Linked DNA regions of Macaca mulatta: region 2 is linked to region 1. Evidence: chromatin contacts called from public Hi-C data. All regions are on one chromosome and are shown on one strand. The core of a region is the stretch at or near the end of the contact, and the rest is flanking DNA. Distances in the headings are between cores, read along the strand shown. Region 1 holds the start of ARHGAP21 (Rho GTPase activating protein 21). Region 2 holds the start of THNSL1 (threonine synthase like 1).

The links. Hi-C and Micro-C count contacts between places; a contact is called where the count stands out from the background.
Region 2: a contact with region 1 is called in a Hi-C map of liver, with 2.4 times the contacts expected there. The contact joins the promoter of THNSL1 here to the promoter of ARHGAP21 in region 1. A contact is called at or near these places in 2 of 14 Hi-C or Micro-C datasets (fetal cortex germinal zone and liver).

The regions. Positions count from the first base shown.
Region 1 is chr9:26,170,839-26,173,609 of T2T-MMU8v2.0, reverse strand. It overlaps ARHGAP21 (Rho GTPase activating protein 21), which reads left to right and starts at 1,428. Exons shown (of 25, transcript NM_001261285.1): 1 at 1,428-1,526.
Region 2 is chr9:26,450,989-26,453,759 of T2T-MMU8v2.0, reverse strand. It overlaps THNSL1 (threonine synthase like 1), which reads right to left and starts at 1,428. Exons shown (of 3, transcript NM_001266425.1): 1 at 1,355-1,428. The region is part of intron 2 of ENKUR (enkurin, TRPC channel interacting protein); the gene reads left to right.

The sequences.
Region 1 (2,771 bases), core at 179-2,678:
GGTTTTGTTCCTCTTTTTTTTCCCTCTGGACGGCGGTGGCAGCTGATCAGACACAATTGCTGGCAGTCCCCCGCCGCAGTGAGGATAAAAATGACCCTCAACAGCACCAGCAGGAGCACTGAAAAGGAGAGAGGAGTGTGTATGGGAAGGGGCCGAGGATGAGGGTGACAAGGTGACAAACGCTGCCTCCGACTGCGAGCAACTCCCCTCCAGACCCGCGAGGTTCGGAGCCGGGGAGCCACCTCCCAGGAGCCGGGCGGGGTGGGAAGGGGAGGCCGAGGGGGCGGTGGCCTTCACCTGGGGGCGGGGAAGAGGGCGGAGGGAAGCCTGACTAACCAGTCCCTGATTGGCTCGCGTTCTCCCATCGTGTCTCCCGATTGGACAATTTGCAGCGGGAGATGTTGTGAGGCGCGGTGGGGCGGAGCAAGCTGCCGGGGTCTGTGACAAGGCCCGGGAGCTGGGTGGGGAGGGAGGCGGTTGTGCCGCGGCTCCGGAGCGGCTGTGACCTGAAGTGTGGCGGACAGAGAAGCGCAGCAGCCTCTTCACAGTTCCGCTAGCCGCGCCAAATTCGCTCAGTCGCTCTGCAGAATTTATAAAAGGGAAAGAACTGAATGAGCAACGCTTGGCTAACTTCCCCCTTCCCACCACAGGAAGAGATTTTGCTGTGAGGCGTGAAGGGACACTCCCTTATCTGCAAGTCCCACGTCTGGTCGCAGCTTCATTGCCTGCCCGCTGCAAAAAAGGGGGGGCACAATTTGCCAGTCCCCGTCCCCCGGTCTAGGACCTTTGATCCCTCGAGTCTGCAGATGTCGCTGTTATAGGCTTGTCCCCCTCTCCACCCCAGACGCCTACCACCAGGTCTCCTTCCCCGGGAGCAAGCCCATCCCTGGACGCTGCCACTCAGCGCTTGGGAGACTGCAGGGGCGGGGAGGGTTGTGTGTGCCTGGTTTTGGGGTGCTGGGGGGCGAGGGCTTGTAGGTCCCGCGACCCACGGGGAGGGGGCAGGCGAGCACCCCCCTCCGGCCTCCGGGTAATCCCCCTTCTCCAGCGTCGGTTCCCCGGGCCCGTGTTATTCAAGACAGAAAATATTCAGCCCCAGAGCCTCCCCTGGGGAGGGGAGGGGAAGGAGGTGGAGTGGGAGGAGGTGGATCCAGGGAGGAAGAAGCGAGAAATCCGCCCCCGGGAAACAGCTCCGCGCGGCCGCGGAGCGAGGCGCTTCTGTCACTTGGCGTTCGCGGGCGCCGGAGCGGGGCCCCGGCCCGGCCCGGCGAGGCGAGGGGAGAGTCCGGCGGCCGCCGCCCCGCCCCACGCCCTCCCGCGGCGGCCGAGAGCCCGGGGCCGGCCGGGGCAGGTCGCGGCGGTGCCTGGGAGCGGCCGGCCGGGGGCGGCGGCCTCGGAGCGCGGCGGCGGCGGCGGCGGCGGGCAGCGCGGGATCGTCCTGCTGCGGGGTCCGGCTCACGCCGGGCGGGGCGCGCTGTCCCGGAGCCGGCCAGCCCGGTGCGGATCCACTCGTCCCGCTTCCTCTGGTGCGTGTCTGGTTTCTTTTCCGTCTCAGCCGGGAGGGCGCCGCGCTCGCGGGCCGGGGTGAGCCCGGCTCGCCGCAGGCTCTCTCCCTTCCCGCCACCTCAGGCCACCCGGCCTGGCGCTGGCTTGGGGCGGGAGGGAGCCCGCGGCGGGCGCCCGGCGGGGGCGGAGGGGCCGCGCCCGCGTGTGCAGAGCGAGGGCGGGCGGCGGGGCGGAGGGAAGGGCACAAAGGCCGGCGGCGGGCGCCGGGGTCCGGCCGGCCGGCCTTGGAGGAGGGGCGCCCGGGGCCGCTCATGAATATTAACCGAGCCTGCGGCCTAGCGCGTCCCGGCCGGGCCCGGCGCCCGGCCCGCGTCCCCGCTCCAGCTCGCCGCCGCGCTTTGGCCGCCTGGCCCGAGCGGGCGGGAAGGGTAAGGCCCCCGGTTTTGTCTCGCCCAGGGGCTCCTAGCACCTTTGAGAAAGCCCATATTGGGGCCGCTCTCTTTGGGAGCTGGAGGTCTCCGACCCGCCTCAGGAAGGGGCGGGGGAATCGTGGGGGAGGTGGGTGGTGGTTTGCTTTTTCCTAGTTTTTTTCCCCCCTAGGTGGCCACAGGGGAAGGAAAGCCGTGTCGAGTTGTAGTTGGGGGAAAAGCCGTGACTTCAGAGTTGCTCGAGTGTGGCTTCGGAATCATGCCCCGGAGCGGGATTGGCGCCCGCGTCCCACCCGCGGCCGCGCACGCCTCCCCGGCCGTCCCCGGCCGTCCCCACCCAGCCCCGCCGCGGGCCAAGGAAAACAGCCGCCTCCTCGGGGACGCCGGCCGGGGCGGAGGGGCGGAGGGGCGGCGCCCGAGTCACCCGGAGACGCCGCCGAGCCCACGCCGGCCCCAGCCAGGCTGGCTTTGTGCTTGAGTTTTTGGGGGGCGGAGGGGAACGAGGAGGGGGCTTGAAAAGTGTGATCCCATTTCAACCTCGTGGGGGAGAAAACTTCCCCGAAGTGTCCCTGTCTGGGTGATGCAGAAAAGAACGTGCACAGCCCTCTGCTCTGCCCAGGAAAGACATGAATTAAAATGCACTTGAATGGGGAACGATTTTCTTGAAGGCTGCATAACAGCCAGGTGTGTTTGATGTGTTTGACGCAACCGCTGGGCAGTTTTGAGATTTTTCTTTTTTAAACACCCCCTCGAATTTATAGGCTTTTTGTTTGTTTACGTTAAAAAATTTTTTTTTTGTTTTGTTTTGTTAGGGAGGAAACGCGAACTTGGTGTGGA
Region 2 (2,771 bases), core at 179-2,678, 280 kb before region 1:
ACCTAAGGCCAGTTAGTGCTAACTGCAGAAATCATGTTTTGCCCTTACTTGCTATTTCAGGAACTGATTAACACAAATAGTCTCAAGGTGTTCCTTCTAATTAGAAAATTTATAAGCTTTAGTCTTTGACTATCCACTTGGCTAATGGTGTTATTATTCCATAAGTCCTTGGTTTGAATCTTCGTAAATACAGGAAGTTTCCCGCCAAAATTTTTCTCTACACTTGCTAAAACAGAAACCCCAAACATAAAATACTCAAGGGCGAAAAGAAAAGGACAAAGTGATATAGATTTAGATCCAGATCTAAATATAGATCTATAGATCTATCTATCTAAAATGTTTTGGAAGACAATCTGATGTGAAGGAATCTGGAGAATTTTCCCTAAGCGTCTGGGACAAAAATTAAAAACAAATGTATACAAAAAAAAAAAAAAAAACTTACTGTATTCTTATCTAGTGCAATTCAGTAAGAGCCCAAAATAAGGATCTCCACATTCAGTAAAGCCTTTTTATACAAACTAAAAGGTTCACCAGGCCATTGTGTTGTTTTAATGTCTCCACCAGGCAACCAGGCAGTGAGAAACCCAAACTCCTGTGTTTTCTCTCCTCTCCGGGAAGCTTTATTTCCTTCGGGCAGAGTGGCCTCTGTACGGGTGGCTCAGAGCCATCCATTTTCCTCCCCAAATCCTATTACCAAAATGTCTTTTAAACACTCAGGTAAAAGCGTCTACGTGACTTTCCTATGGCAGTCCTATGTGCGTAGATTTACGGGTGACTAGGCGGAGCAAAAACGAATAAAACTGCTTCTCAGAAGACAATTTTCAACATGGGACGCCAAAAACTGGACAAAAACGTAAAGGCCCACTTAAAAGGCTCTCCTCCCAGTTTAGGATGCTCATTTACAAAGAGCAGGTCCACTGGTTCCTGGAGAAGGACCTAGAGGAAGGGTCCCGACCGGGGCGGGGGGGCGGGGGGAGAGCAGGCGCAGAGCAGACCCCGAGGGCCGCCCAAGAGGCTGTAGCGGGCGCAGGCGTGGCAGGGCAAAGGCAGCAGGCGGAGGAGGCCGCGGACTCACACAGGTGGCGGGCAAGGCTTCGCGGGGTTCCGAGGGGCCTCGACCAGAATCGGCAGGAAAAATGCGCGCAGAGTTAAGATGACCAGCGAGTAGCGGAAAGGGGAAGGGACGGTGCAGGGAAAGGCATGCGATGGGAGCGGGGTGGCTTCCAGTTTTCCTTTCTCTCTCCTCCAGTAACTCACCAAGGAAATCTCATTGAGAAGACGGGGAAAATGAAAGGAAATGTGGAAGCAGTTTCCACGAAACGCTAAAGCCGATACAGGAGACGGAGCACCGTACCTCCGGCTAGTTCCCCGGTCCCGCCCCCGCGCAGTGGACTCTGCCTGTGCCTGCGGCGGCCAGCGTACCTCCGCTCCACGCCCACGCCAGGAGCAGCCTCGCGCAGGGCACGTGACCTCCTCTCTCACTGTAGCCTATCCAAGCACTCCGAGCTCCTCGGGCTCCTCCCCTTCCTCGTCCCGCTGGCGGCCTTGGCCGTGCGTCCGCTTGGTCTCAGCCGATCGCTCCGCCCACACCGGGATTGGGGCCTGCTCACAAAAACGTTATTGTGTCACGCCTGCGCACCAGCTGCGCTTTGCTGTGTCTGCAGTAGGGTTTTTCTTTTTCCCCAGATACACAGAGATAGAAAAGAGCAGTTTTTAAGGGGACACCATTTTCACCCCGTTAACTTTCAAAGGCACGTAAAAACAGTGGCTTCCAAATGAGCTTCTCCAGTAGAAGGCGATACAGAAAGAGGGGAGACCTAGTTTGCAGTGCCGCCGTGTACTTCCTCGTTGCCTAGTAACGGTTTCCACGGCAACCGCAGAGTCAACGACGCTTAGCAATCCCGGGAGAAATAGGGTGTTTTCTTCCCGAGAGAGGACTGCTAAGAGAGGGTCAAAGGGGGGACGATGTGAAGGAGAGAAACTGGTCCTTGAGAAGGCGAAGAAGTAAGAAAGGGGAAGCAGTGAAGAAGGACAGAGATACTGGGACAGGGAGAAAAAAGCTGAGAATAGCTTTTAAGGAGTCATTTGGTGACCATGGATCCAACGTGCCCTTCTGAGTGCATTTATAACCTCATACCCAGTGACTTGAAGGAGCCTCCCCAGCCTCCTAGGTATGTGGATAAGCAAAGACCATCACTTGAAACAAGAATGGGGAATAGTCAGTATTAATTAAACATACATATACTGGGATTTTTAATAATAAAATGTATTTATGCCTCGATGAAGTAGCCTTGGAGGATAACTTGTTAGAGAAAAGGTCGAAATATCTAGGTATTTAGCATCTCACAGTTTTACAGAGAGGGCAGTCCGGCGCTGTGAGATGACCATTTGATTATATTACACTTAACCTCTTATTAATACTGCATATGATTATTGTGTAATTTAATTATATGTGATATGTATACAACATAGCACGAAGTTTCATGTTGTTGAAAAGAGAAAAATAACAATTCTGTTACCTTATTTAAGTATACTTGATGTTTGGTTTCAGGAGTTCGGTGTTGTATTTCTAACTGCACTACTTCTCCCTCTCTAATGGGATAGTACTTATCTTTCCCCCCAAGATTTTTATGAAATATAAATTTACATTTGCTCTTGAACCTCAGGTTTTTGATCAGTGAAACGAAATATCTACTACTATTAGGCAGTTTCTAAGGACTTTTTCAGATCTAATGGTTTAATGGAAGAAAGACTTGGTGGATAATGAACCA